2 separate regions of the Oryctolagus cuniculus genome follow, and region 2 is linked to region 1. The links are chromatin contacts, called in public Hi-C maps. All regions are on one chromosome and are shown on one strand. The core of a region is the stretch at or near the end of the contact, and the rest is flanking DNA. Distances in the headings are between cores, read along the strand shown.

Region 1 (7,170 bases), core at 962-3,461:
ATCTGGAGATCCAGTTTACCCAGCACCATTTGTTGAAGAGACTGTCCTTGCTCCTGGAATTGGTTTTAGCTCCTTTGCCAAAGATAAGTTGTTTATAGATGCGTGGGTTGATTTCTGGAATTTCTGTTCTAGTCCATTGGTTTATCCATCTGTTTTTGTACTGGTACCAAGCTGTTTTGATTATAACTGCCCTGTAGCATGTCTTGAAATCTGATATTGTGATGCTTTGGTTTTGTTGTATAATATTGCTTTAGCTATACGGGGTTCCCTGTGTTTCCGTATAAATTTCAGCATCATTTTTTCCATATCTGAGAAGAATGTCCTTGGTATTTTGATTGGTATTGCACTGAATCTATAAATTGATTTTTGTAATATGGACATTTTGATGTTATTTATTCTTCCAATCCATGGACATGGAAGATTTTTCCTTTTTTTTTTTTGGTATCTTCTTCTATTTCTTTCTTTAATGTTTTGTAATTCTCATTGTAAAGATCTTTGGCATCTTTGGTTGAATTTAGTGCAAGGTATTTGATTTTTTTGGTAGCTATTATGAATGGGATTAATCTTAGAAGTTTTTTCTCAGCTGTGGCATTGTGTGTGTATACAAAGGCTGCTGATTTTTGTGTGTTTATATTCTGCTACTTTATCAAGCTTTTTTACAAGTTTCAATAGTCTTTTGGTAGAGTCTTTTGGATACCCTATATATAGAATCATGTCATCTGCCAATAGGGATAGTCTGACTTCTTGTCAATTTGTATCCCTTTGGTTTTTTTTTTTTTCTTGCCTAATGGCTCTGGCTAAAACTTCTAGGACTATATTGAATAGCAATGGTGAGAGTGGGCATCCTTGTCTGGTTCCAGATCTCAGTGGGAATGCTTCCAGCTTTTCCCCATTCAGTTGGATGCTGGCTGTGGGTTTGTCATAGATTGCCTTGATTGTGTTGAGGAGTATTCCTTCTATACCCAATTTGCTTAGAGTTTTCATCATGAAAGGGTGTTGTATTTTATTAAATGCTTTCTCTGCATCTATTGAGATAATCATATGGTTTTTCTTCAGCAGTTTGTTAATGTGGTGTATCACATTGATTGATTTACAAATGTTGAACCATTCCTGCAAATCAGGGCTGTGGCCGGTGCACCGTGCTGATCTGAAGCCAGGAGCCAGGTGCTTCCTCCTGGTCTCCCATGGGGTGCAGGGCCCAAGCACTTGGGCCATCCTCCACTGCCCTCCTGGGCCACAGCAGAGAGCTGGCCTGGAAGAGGGGCAACCGGGACAGAATCTGGCGCCCTGACCAGTGCTAGAACCCGGTGTGCCGGCGCCGCAAGGCGGAGGATTAGCCTATTGAGCCGCGGCGCTGGCCGAGATATGTCTTCTAACTCAGATATTCTTTCTTCTGCTTCACCGAGTCTGTTGCTAGGGCCCCCACTGCGTTCTTTAGTTGTTCTATTGAGTTCTTCATTTCCAAGATTTCATTCTGATTTCTCTTTAAGATCTCAATTTCATGGGAGAACTTTTCTTTCATGTCATGTATGGATAGTATTAGTCTGTGGACTTGTTTCTGATTACTTCTAAGTAATCCTAGGATCCATTCTCTGAATTCCATTTCTGGCATTTCTTCCATCTCTTCATCTTCACAATCTAGCATTGAGGCATTGTGTCCTTCTGGGGGCGTCATGTTGTCTTCCTTATTCTTGATTCTTGAACTGCTGCGTTTATTATTCAGCATTTGTAGAGACACTTGTTGGTTTCTTTTTTATTTTGTTTGGTCATTGACTTGGAGTGTGGAGGGGGTGTCTTTGGCCAAGGGCCATGGGTGGCCTCTCCCAGCTGTGCTCACCCCGGTATCCAAGTGAGATGTTGAATGCCTGTGCTATAGGACAGGGAGATGCTAAATGTGTAGGAAGCCACTAGGTTTTCGGTACTTTCGAATGGTAGCGATGGAAAACTAGAGACAAAAAGAGAAAAACTTTCGGAAGTGAACCAACAGAAGGAAGACCTTTCTGTCTGTCTTTCTCTCTCACTGTCTATAACTCTACCTGTCCAAAAAAAAAAAAAAAAAAAAAAAAAAGAGACTAAAAATTAAAAAAAAAGAAAAACTCAGAGGGGAGAAATTAGGAGGGGCTTTTGCTCGTCCCCTACAGCTCCACAAGGGGGCGCCCGTTCCACACAGTCCGAAGCCGACTCCTTTCCTCGGCCGCGTGCAGCTTTCCCAAGGGTAGGGCGTTCTCCGTTACCCTGAAAAGGGTTCAAGGAGAAAGTGTGAAGCGGCTGCACGGTCTCTTCTGTGCCCTTTCAGTTTGCAGTGCACGAGTTCCCTAGGGGCCCCGGTCAGCCCTGTGCCTGCTCACCTCGCGTGGGTTTTCTAAAGCAGCTCCGCCTGGCAGCTCTCTGCCAAATGAAACACACCTGAGGCGGCCGTGGACGCCCGGCTAGTAGGGGCGGGCTGAGACGCTGGCGTCCCGCAATCAGAGAGCCTGGTCCTATACACACTGCCAGCTCCTCACTGGGAGCAGTGGTGACGGCTCAAGTAATTGGGCTCCTGCGATCCGTGTGGGAGACCTGGATGAGTTCCCAGCTCCTGGTTACAGCTCTGCCCAGCCATGGCCATTGTGGGCATCTGGGGAGTTGAACCAGCAGATGGGAGCGCGCTCTCTCTCTCTCTTTCTTTCTCTCTCTCTCTCTCTCACACACACACAGAGTTTCTCTGACTCTCAAATCATTTTAAAATATGAAATCCCATTCATAACCAGCAAACTAATATCCAAAATCTTCAAAAAGCTCAGCTAATTTCTTAATTCCATTTTCCATGAAGTGCTCTGGTTTGTGCCACCATGGTCACTGCCTCTGCTTCCCCTTCCGTCTACCCCCACCTCTCGCCTCCCTCTCCTTCCGGAATGTCTCTGACAGAACTGTTTAAACTCACAGTCCACTCATCCGTGTATCTTCAAGGTCGCCGTCATCAATGTGAAACCTCTGTGGTGTCTCAGTTACTCTACTAGAAAAGATGCACTCAGGGAACACTCGACTCTCACCTGTCCAGTAACTCGATACTAGAGAGGGACTTGCAGGTGAGACTGTGTTGGCAGCAGGAGTAAGGAGCTGTGGGGGAACCGAGCAGCCTTCAAGCCTCTCCTGAGAAGGGAGGGAGGGAGGGAGGGAGAGGGAGGAGAAGAGCCTGGCCAGAGGAGGTGCTGTGTGGGCTGGACCCTGTAGCACAGATGAGAGTGCACTTCTCACAAGCCTGCTGAGCAGCAGAGATGGAGGAAGTGGCAGGTGGCTGGGTGGGCACAGAGGCAGGCGAGTGGTGGTAGCCGGAGACAGTTCTGGCATCATATAGCAGGATCCTTTTATAAAGAGATTGAACACCAAACCAGGAAGTTCTGATGTTAATTTATAGTGAGTTGGGGTCACAGTTGGCTCTCCATATCAGGGGTTCTTTATTTATTTATTTATTTATTTATTTTTTGACAGGCAGAGTGGACAGTGAGAGAGAGACAGAAAGGTCTTCCTTTGCCGTTGGTTCACCCTCCAATGGCTGCCGCGGCCGGCACGCTGTGGCCGGCGCACTGCACTGATCCGATGGCAGGAGCCAGGTGCTTCTCCTGGTCTCCCATGGGGTGCAGGGCCCAAGGGCCTGGGCCATCCTCCACTGCACTCCCTGGCCACAGCAGAGAGCTGGCCTGGAAGAGGGGCAACCGGGACAGAATCCGGCGCCCCAACTGGGACTAGAACCCGGCGTGCCGGCACCGCTAGGCGGAGGATTAGCCTAGTGAGCCGCGACGCCGGCCACATATCAGGGGTTCTTTATCTGCCATAGATTCTTTATCTGCAAACTCAATATGGCATCTGTACCGAGTATGGATCAGACATTTCTCCTTGTCGTTGTTCCCTAAATAGCACAGTGTAACAGCCATTTACAGAGCACTTACATCGCGTTAGGTAATACAGATCATGTGGGGGTGAGTTAAAGTAGAGGGAAGGGGCCGGTGCCGCGGCTCAATAGGCTAATCCTCCGCCTTGCGGCGCCGGCACACCGGGTTCTAGTCCCGGTCGGGGTGCCGGATTCTGTCCCGGTTGCCCCTCTTCCAGGCCAGCTCTCTGCTGTGGCCAGGGAGTGCAGTGGAGGATGGCCCAGGCCCTTGGGCCCTGCACCCCATGGGAGACCAGGATAAGTACCTGGCTCCTGCCTTCGGATCAGCGCGATACGCCGGCCGTGGCGGCCATTGGAGGGTAAACCAACGGCAAAAGGAAGACCTTTCTCTCTGTCTCTCTCTCTCACTGTCCACTCTGCCTGTCAAAAAAAAAAAAAAAAAAAAAAGTAGAAGGAAGGATGTGTGCAAATTATATACAAGCACTGCATGGTTTTACATGAAGGGCTTGAGCACCCTTGAATCTGGGGCTCATTTAGATGGATTCTGGGAGCAGTGCCCTATGATACCAGGGACAAATCCCTACCGGGGACTAACCGCCTAGGCTACTATGAGATCACTGTCCCAGGATACAGGACTAATCCCCCAGGATAATGAAGGACCAACCTCCTAGGACCCTGAGGACCAATCCCACAGGATGTGGATGGGGCCTGTCCCCGAGACACCATGGGACCAATCCCCCAGGATACATAGGGACCAAGTCCCTGGGATATCAAGGACCAATTCCCTGGGATACCATGGAACCAATTCCCTAGGATATTTAGGGACCAATTCCCCGGGATACCAAGGACCAATTCCCTAGGATGCTGTGGCATACTGAGATATAACTGTAACTTAAGATCTTACTCCCAGGTGTTAACATGACCGTGTCTATGCTTTGAGAAGTTCTCTCCCACCCATGTTGGAGCTGGATTGAAGTGGGGGAATGCTATGAACAGGAAGACCAGCCCGTGGTGTCCTAGTTTCATGTGGCCCCAAAGGGGCACCAACAGAAGCATCAAAGTTCAGAGGATGAATAAAACAAGGCAGACTCTGGGGACCAGTGCTGTGACGTAGCAGGTAAAGCTGCTTCCTGCAGAGCTGGAATCCCTTATAGGCGCCTGTTAGAGACCTGGTTGCTCCACTTCTGATCCAGCTCTCTGCTATGGCCTGGGAGAGCAGTAGAAGATGGCCCAAGTCCTTAGGCCTCTGCACCTACATGGGAGACCTGGAAGACGCTCCTGGCTCTTAACTTTGGATCAGCTCAGTTTCAGCTGTTGCAGCCATCTGGGGAGTGAACCAGTGGATGGAAGACCTCTCTTTCTGTCTCTACCTCTCACTGTCTGTAACTCTACCTATCAAATAAATAAATTAAATCTTTTTTTTTTAAAGAAGGCAGAATCTGTGAAACTCTGCAAAAATGGATGGGGGAGGGGACCAGAAGCAGGTGTCAAGACACGCCGTCTCATGCCACTACCATGGGTGATGGTTTCTATGGGGAAGCCTTTATAAAAATAAAAGGAAAAACCTTAATGAAAGCAACATGGAGGGAGCTTTTCACAATGGAGTTGGGAGGCCATTAGGGAAGCAGGGCTCATGTACAATTGCATGGGCCGCCTGGAAGGTGGACTTCGGTCACCTCCCCTTCAGACCGAAGAAACCGAGAAGACATGACCACATTGTATCCAAGATGCAAGATGCTATCAACAGGTGGCTGGACTCTAGTTTTATGGACGTTTCACTAAGCATATAATTCTCTTCTTTATCTTCTATTGCTTACACGGCCCCATCACACAGCTCTGGTTCTCACACAAGTGTCTACCTCCTGGAGCTGGCATTGTGGCGCAGTGCGCTAAGCTACCACCTGTGACACCAGCATCCCAATTCGAGTCCTGGCTGCTCTCCATTGCCAATCCAGCTCCCTGCTAATACTCCTGGGAAAGCAGTGGAGGATGGCCCAAGTCTTTGGGCCCCTGCATCTACGTGGGAGACCCAGAAGAAGCTCCTGGCTCTTGGCTTTGGGCTGGCCCCACCCTGGTCATGTCATTGCGGGCATTTAGGGAATAAATCAACGGATGGAATATCTCTCTCTCTGTCTCTACCTCTCTCTGTAACTCCGCCTCTCAAATAAATAAAATAGATCTCTTAAAAAAAAAGGTCCACCTTCTTCACCTTCTTTGGAACCCTGATTTGGAGCTTTCTGAACCTGATGTCCTGAATTGCAATCCTCAAATAAAGTCCTTTCTGTGTTTGTAGTTTCTGAGTTTGGATTGACTGACAGCTTTGGCCAAGAGGGCGCTAAAAAGGGAGGAACAGAAGAGGGGCTGGATTTTAAATTAGACACCAGTCTGACGTGCAGGCCAAGAAGAGGGAGGCACGGGCAGAGCAATTAAAGAAGTCAGGAAAACCCAGAGTCTGCCTGAAGCCCGCTGAGGAGGGAGACAGCCCCCGGGATGGAGACCAGTCACATCCGATGTCGTGGAAGGGAGGAGCCTGGAAAGACGCCGTGCCCGTGATGTCCGGGAAAGCTTGTCTCAGTGACCTGGGAACTGGCTACAGGGCAGACAAGGAAATGTGTGGGATCTTCAAAAGGTTCATAGAAACTGGGCACTACAGGGAAACCGGGCATGGATCTAAAAATGCTTTGTATCGAAGTGAACTTACCTTTTGATTCCTTTTCCTCAAGCTTGTTGGCGCCCCTCCCCCCACCCCGACGGGGACACCTGGTTCCACCTGTCCACGGAGTTGGAACGTGGCAGAGAGGGTTCTGGGCAGGAGGGCAAGTCGGAGCCTGGCACCTTCTTCGTCTTAGTCTTTTTAGCAAGATGAGAGCTGATGGTTTTGTGGGCTGAGAAGAAACTGACAGATAGGGCCGGCGCTGTGGCTCACTAGGCTAATCCTTCGCCTTGCGGCGCTGGCACAGTCCCGGTCGGGGCACCGGATTCTGTCCCGGTTGCCCCTCTTCCAGGCCAGCTCTCTGCTGTGGCCAGGGAGTGCAGTGGAGGATGGCCCAAGTGCTTGGGCCCTGCACCCCATGGGAGACCAGGAGAAGCACCTGGCTCCTGCCATCGGATCAGCGTGATGTGCCGGCCGCAGCCATTGGAGGGTGAACCAGCGGCAAAAAGGAAGACCTTTCTCTCTCTCTCTCTCTCTCTCTCTCACTGTCCACTTTGCCTGTCAAAAACAAACAAACAAACAACAACAACAACAACAAAAAACCACGACAGATAGGAAGGCACTGAGCATGGGGCAAATGCATTCA
Region 2 (7,321 bases), core at 1,031-3,530, 160 kb after region 1:
CATCCCTTAAATGCCTGCTGCATACAAGAGGCAGAATCAGTGGGGCCCCAGAGAACTATCAGTGCCTCCAACGCCCTCATTGTTGAGCTGAGGATGCTAAACCCAGAAGTGTGACTCGGACCAGCCCAGTAATTCCATGCTGTGACCCTCCAAGGGAGTCAAGCAAAACCTCAACAACAACAACAAAAAAAGATGATGGCTGGGGCTGGCACTGTGGCGTAGGTGGGTAAAGAGCCGGCTGCAGGGCCAGCATCCCAAATGGGCACAGGTTTGAGTCTCAGCTGCTCCACTTATAATCCAGCTCTCTGCTAATGCTCCTGGGAAGGCAGTGGAAGATGGTCAAGTGCTTGGGCCCCTGAACCTGTGTGGGAGACCCAGAAGAACCTCCAGGCTCCTGGCTTCAGATCAGCGCAGCTCCAGCCGTTGAAGTGATTTGGGGAGTGAACCAGCAGATGGAAGACCTCTCTCTATATACCTCTGCCTCTGCCTCTCTGTAACTCTGCCTTTCAAAGAAATTAATAAAGAAATCTTAAAAAAAAAAACTTACTAAAAAAAAAAAAAGTGGTGGCACACGTCTGCCAGCAGCCTGAAGCGACCAGAGCCCTGTGTGTCCCTGCGCTACCTGCAATGGAAATTCGGAGTTGATTCCCGCTACCCACAGGGGGGCCGCTGTGGCCCGGAACACACCGCATCACAGCACACTGACTCTCCCGTGTTCTCCAATGAGAGAAGCCTCCTCTCTACACTCAAAGCCCTGGGCTGCCTCCACCTTGAGCCGCGGCGGGAAAAGCCCCTTCCAGATCACATCACCCTGCGCCCGGCTCCACCACGCCTACTGGTGTGACCCGCTTCCCACCGTGTCCTGCGTTCGCACGCCCGAGTGCACAAAACGAGCCAAGGTTCAAGTTACCAGGCTGCGTCTACCATGGGCAGCTCCCCGGCTGGGCTCATTCGCTCGCTCGCTTACTATTATTTTTTTTTCCTGCAGTAAAGAAATTCTCTGACGCCCTAACTCCAGCGAGCTGGCGATGCCCTGGCTGGCGGTGACCGCGGTTGCGCCCCCGCGCGACCCCCCTCGCAGCAGCACCGCGGGGACTGGACAGGGTGGCCGCGGGCAGGCAGACCTGGCAACCCGTCACAGGTCATCGGCCGTGGACTGCGGGGCCACGTTCCCAGCAGGGCCGACCCTTCGCTGGGATTCGTGCGCCCTGAGAAAAGCGGAGCGCAGGTGCTTGGACGCCGTACCCTGCCTCCAGGGCGCGTCCCAGGAACTCTGAGCCGCACGCCCCCCGCCTCCCGGGTTCCACAGCTCTGCGAAGGGTTGCACCGCCTACAGCCCGGATACCCTGCGCGACCGCTTGTGCCCGCGATTCCCCCGGTGGGGGACGGAGCCGGGGTCACCTTGGCCCGCGCGCCTTTCATTCCAGGGCGCCGGCAGCCGGGAGGCTTCTGCGGGTCACCGCCGGCAAGACCATGGGTCGCCGCCGGCCTCCACCCGCCCCGCACACCGCGGCTCTCCGGAGCCGCGCCGGTGCGCGGGGAACGCGGGCGCAGACGGAGTGGAAAGGACAGCGCGGGAACCCGGGAGAGGAGAAAAAAAAAAGCGGGAACCGGATCGCAGGCAGATTCCCTTGCTGGCGCCTCCAGGATCCCAGTCCCGGGACCCTTCTCGGGCTGGGCAAAGTCCCTGGTGCGCGCCCCACAGCCGCTGCCAACTTCTTCCCTGGCAGCGCCAGCACGCGTGGAAGCGGCCGCACCGGCAGGTGGAGCGAAGTTTGCGCGGCGCGGCGCGGCACTTACGGTCGGCGGCGGCCACCCCTCCGCGGGAGGCGGTCAGGCTCTGGAGCCACGCGCCCAGGACCACCAGGAGCAGAGTCTTGCTCTCCATGTCAGGGCGCCTCCCTGTGCAGGAGCCGCGCGAACGCACGGGTGGACGCGGAGTGCAGGAGGAAGAGAGCGAGCTGCAGCCGCGGTCCGCGCGGGCGGTTCACGCTTTAAAGGGGAGGGGAGGGGAGGGGAGGGGAGGGGAGGGGAGGGGAGGGGAGGGCAGCTGGAAGGGGCAGGTTTCCTCGGAGGAGGGGGGAAGAGGAGGGGGAGGGATCCAGTCTGACACTGCTTCCACTCCACTCGCTGCTGATGGGACTGGGAATATGCAAATAAACCTCACCACCTATTGGCTCTAAAATCACAAGTTGGGGTTGGGGGGAGGGCCCTCCATGCACTCTCAGAGATTTGAGCAGCCTGGGCTCTGCCAGCGAGAAGGGGGCAAGAGGGCGAAAGGGCAGGGGGGAAACACTGGCGCCTGGGCCGCCCGCAGGGGGCTGCTCCCCAGGGTCCCCAGGAAGCGACAGACTCCCAGTTTACAGCAGCTTGGGTGAAGCGCTCAATAGTCACCGGGTTTCCAAGGAGGGGAAGTGTCGCTGTGAACTCCCGCGCAGACCTCCAGGGAGCTTCCGTCCATCAGGCTAATAGATGCCTTGGTCAACCTTGACCGCCCTTCCCCGCCCCCAAGTTCTTGAAGAGACCCGGGAACACAGGGCCCCGAGGCTGTGCTTTCGGGGAGCTGGTAGTTGGGCCCTGGACCCCCTGGGTGCCCGGGGGGGGGGGCGGGGAGAAGCCCACTCACTCCAACCAGCTTCTAATTTTTGCCTCATGCCAATCATCCTCAATTCCAGCCTCAAGGAATGCAGGAATGATACTTTATCTTCAGAGGCAGGGCGTCTAGGTCAGATAACTTAAGACTGCCTTGAGTTATGACAAGTGGAAGAAGACACGCATGGTATGACCCGCGGGTATAGAAAACAAATCTGTAGAGGCAGAACACAGGTTCTCAGCTGCCTGGGCTGGGGGAATACGGGAGGCACTGGGGGTGGGAGTAGTGGGGGCTAATGTCAATGATGGTGATTTTTGCACAAATGTTAAGTACACCAAAATCCCTTGAATTGTGCGTTTTCAGTGGGTTTAAAGCTGTTTATAAGTGTATTGAGACATGCACATAAAATAGGAAGAAAAACCACATTGCATCGGCTACTGTGCCTTTCTGACAAAATGCTCAAGAGTATTTTCAAACCCCTTCTTCGATGGCAAGCATTTAGGGGAGGTGCCAAGGACAGCAAACTCCACACTCTACCTTCAGGCAGAGAAGTTGGTGGATAAAATCAGAAACTCAAAGCCAGCGCTACCGCTCTTCCTTCTATAACCACACACACCTGGGCATGAGCACACACACACACACACACACACACATTGTTTGTAGGGTAGAAGGATGTAAGGCCATCCATTTAAACTAGCCTCATGTTTTACGTTTTTAATAAAAAAATAAATAAAAGTGGATGCGACTCAAAAAGCTCCCAGTTTGTGTTTTACAGAGGAGTGCTATCCGAAGCTGATGTACTCAGTGCCACAAGACAAAACATCACTTTGTCCTGCAGCTATTATTAAGCCCCAGGTTGTACACATTCTCTTTCTCCCATAAAGTATGCAGAGAATCTGTCCGCGTGCCAGGAACAAAGCCCCCACAGAGGGTTCCAAGTGGCAGATCTGAGCTCGGACAAGCTGAACAATTGCGATGTGACCGTCGTCCAAAAAGCACCAAGTGCAACATTTCCGAAGTCTGATATTGAGAAGGGGCACAGGGTGAACCCAAGCCGCGTTGGATGGGCGCCCGCTGCAGAAGCCACACAGTGCTCGCTTGGAGACTGCTCGCAAACTACTATTTTCAGGCGTGAACGTCATTGGATGAGGCAGCCACACGAAGCTGCTCGAGGTTTGATGTCACTGCTCCAGGGAAGCCGGGTGCTGACGCCGCGTGTGGAAGGAGTCCCCAGGTTACCAGGTAACAAAACGCAGTCCAGAGCCAGAGCACGTTCTTTGCTGTTGCCCATCGCGAACCCAGCTGCGAGGGGGCCTGGGCTCCAGCTGCCGGGATTTCCAGGAAGAACTGATTCCCCACGGAAAGGCAGGCAGGCTGGCCGCCTGCCCGGGGCGCGGTGGGCAGGTGGGTGTGGCAGCAGCGCCGTCTCCCGATTGGCTGCGCCGGGAGCAGGTGCCTGGCTTCTCACTCAGGGACTCACGTGAACTCTGGGTCAGGACTGCATGCCCGCGAGCGGTAGCCAATGGCCTTGTCCGAACTCCGGCGAGGCTGTCTGGCCACGCGGAGCTGGAGGCCCAGCTGTTTCCAAAACGGAGACTGTCCTTGTAACAGACTGAAAGCACTCCAGCTTCTAATGAGCCCAACACTGAAAACACTCTGTCCCCTTGCCGAGGGCGCCTGCTCTGGGCATGTGTGAAAGGGATAGCAATTGAAACAACCCGAAGTGACAACTGTAGGATAATGTTATTTATTGGGGATCTCACAAAGTCTGTGCGAAATAAAATTAAAATATAAGCTTATTTTGGTGCCACACACACACAAACCACCACCAACAAAAACCTTGAAATCCATGCCTACAAGAAGTCTTCAACAAATTCATGGGAAGTAGGTATTTGAGAAAACTATGCATGAATTTCAATTTGCTTTGCACCAAAACAAGCGTGTGTGTAATTCTATTGTCCACAAACGTATCGAAATACGTTCGTGTCTACTTAGCCATCTGTTTTCTAGCTATTTTAATGTGCACATACTTGCACGTTTTACCCCTTGCTGCGTTGAGTCATGACAAAAGAGCTTCAAGTTGAATAATATTCCCATCATACAGATAAACTGAGAAAAGATTAAACAACAGGAACTGTAAACCATATTTTTTTTGGCAATCCCGGTAGAGAAGGCAAGTGCATTTGACACGCCAGGCTTTAATGCTGCTGTAATTGCAAACTGGAAGAGTATGGGAAGCAGATGGGGGTCGGGTCTGCACACTTCAGTGCAGATTTTTCTCGTGGTTCCTTGCTAACCTCAAAGATGATGAAATGCTAGAGCATCAGTGTTGCAGAGGATCAAGTCTCTATCATGAGAATGTATTTAATGTAAAAAATGGCAAATATGCACATTAAATGTACAAATTATGAACATGGAATGTAGCCTTACATTCATCGGGTTTATAACTAAAAAAGCATGCCAAGATGTTTCCTATAAACGACCTTGAGGGTTTTTCCCCTTCTTCCCACCCGTATCCCAGCCGTAAATCGTAGGCCTGGGGGGACATAGGTGATTCTGAGCAGAGCTGGTGAGGGGTTGTGAGGGTGAGGCTGAGGCTTGGGTCAGCCCCCTGGGCTCTGGGGTTCAGGCTGGAGTGGCTGGCGTCAGGGACCTCTCCTTTAACCCATCCCTCAGCAAAGCGATGTTAAAGAGACTCCAAATAATGTATTTCAGGGAGACGCAACACAGACAGAAGAGAGTTCCTTTGGCAACGTTGGGTGCTATGGTCTGGAAAAATTAAAAGCCCAGCTAAATATTGTATTTAGCCCACCCCCTGTGAAGCCTCTCCCCACGAGGATTGCAGAAAGGGCTCGTGCTTACTTTATTTGCTTGGGAGACGGGGAGGCATGGGGTATGAGGACAAATGGGTCAAACCCTGCAGGTGTGGTGCTAAATGATCCAGAACATTCTAAGAATTTCTAGTTTTGTGTGGCGTAGTGGGCTAAGCCTCTGCCTGCGGCGCTGGCACCCTTATGGACAGCAGGTTCATGTCCAGGCTGCTCCTCCTCTGATTCAGCTCTCTGCTATGGCCTGGGAAAGCAGCGGAAGATGGTCCAAGTCCTCGGGCCCCTGCATCCGCATGGGAAGCCTGAAAGAAGCTCTTGGCTCCTGGCTTCAGCTCGGCACAGCTCCGGCCACTGTGGTCCTCGGGGAAGTGAACCAGCAGATGGAAGATCCCTCTCTGTCTGTAGCTCTGCCTTGCAAATAAATAGATAAACATATATGAAAATAATTTTTAGCTTTCTTGAGTTAAGCATACTCTTTCCCTTCCAAAAACAGTAGAAAACAAAAGGGAAGGAAAGGAATTATCAGTTAATAGCATCATTAGAAGAAAGTAGAGAAGAGGAATAAAAGATAATAAAACAAGCAAGTTTTCCAAAAACCAGTGCCTGCGTTGCTATGACGCATGAGGGCGGAAGCCTCCATGGCGAGGGAGAGGACTAAGCAAAGCAGATGGACGCTCTCACAGGGGAGCATAGAGCCGTGCGGTCAGGGAGCAGGGCCCTGTAGAAGCCAGCTCATACGAACCAAAAAGAACGTCCTACAAATAAACCACTGGCTGGATTCGCAACCTGTGTGCATTTATTGGTGGGGTTTCCCCTTTCCCAAAACACAAGACAAAACTTGAAAATGTAAGCCCATGTAGGAGATAAAGGGAGACTTTTCTGGGAGACCTGGTGCGTGGCTTGAGCACTGAGGATATCTTCAGACCCCACATCAAAGCCCCGGGTGGGACAAAGAGCTTAGCCGGCTTAGCAGAGGATGGGTAGGAGGTGCCCCCTGCTGACTTCCTAATGACACTGTCACAGAGCAAAAAAACGGGCTGGAAACAGAATTGACTATTACACTCATGTATTGTTATTTCTTCTCCTTTAATTAGATCACAATGAGAAGGCACTGCTGTTCCCACAATTCGGATTCTTCCACAGCATCTAATGGTGCTGGGAAGCCAGGAGACTCTTAACTGATAGGTGTGAAAGATGACCCAGTGTGAAACAGAAATCAATCAATCCCTCATTTAAACATTTATCAATCATGAAGCTGCAACCATGGACACCCCCCCAACACACACACATGTTACTGTCATCTGGCCAGTAGAGGCCAAATCCGGCTTAGAAAAAATGGAAGCCCATTTGACCAAAACTTTTTTCTGGCTCTCTCTCCCTCTCTCCCACTCTCCCTCTTTCCCTCTCTCTCTCCCTCTCTCCCTCTTTCCCTCTCTCCCTCTCCCTCCCTCTCCCTCCCTCTCTCTCCCTCTCTCTCTCCCCCTCTTCTAATTAACTCTTTGGATTAAAAAAAGATACAATGTTGTTGATCAAAAATGAAGCTGCAAGCAATACAAAAGTGTGCACAACCTAATGAAAGTCTTTCTCGGACTCAGACTTCTAGTCTCTAAGCCCTATGCCACAAGCTACTGGATCCCTTTGCTCCCCGAAAAGTCTAGGCACACACCAAATGCACGTGTGTGTATTCATCCATACACATACCACTTATTCTACAATAATGTCAGCACTGTTCTGTGACTCATTTTTAACCCAATAATAATTAGAGATGGGTCTAACAAATAATTATAAATGAGTCCGTTTTCTTCTTTTAATTCCCATGGAAGTTGTCCTTATCTGATTGCTTCAGCATCTATTTCATCATATATCTGTCAGTAGTTATTCAATCCTTTTGACCATATAA

The links. Hi-C and Micro-C count contacts between places; a contact is called where the count stands out from the background.
Region 2: a contact with region 1 is called in a Hi-C map of embryonic fibroblasts, with 4 times the contacts expected there. The contact joins the promoter of LPL here to the enhancer-like site in region 1. A contact is called at or near these places in 5 of 6 Hi-C or Micro-C datasets (ear pinna, embryonic fibroblasts, psoas muscle and 2 more).

What each region holds. Positions count from the first base shown.
Region 1 is chr8:2,782,845-2,790,014 of mOryCun1.1, forward strand. No RefSeq gene overlaps it. Among named protein-coding and RNA genes, the nearest start is that of SLC18A1, 36 kb to the left of the region's middle. Within about 2 kb of position 2,212, at least 1 of the 8 cell types and tissues checked has an H3K27ac peak or open chromatin away from gene starts, as enhancers often do.
Region 2 is chr8:2,946,193-2,953,513 of mOryCun1.1, forward strand. It overlaps LPL (lipoprotein lipase), which reads right to left and starts at 2,281. Exons shown (of 10, transcript NM_001177330.1): 1 at 1,801-2,281. The coding sequence starts at 1,888.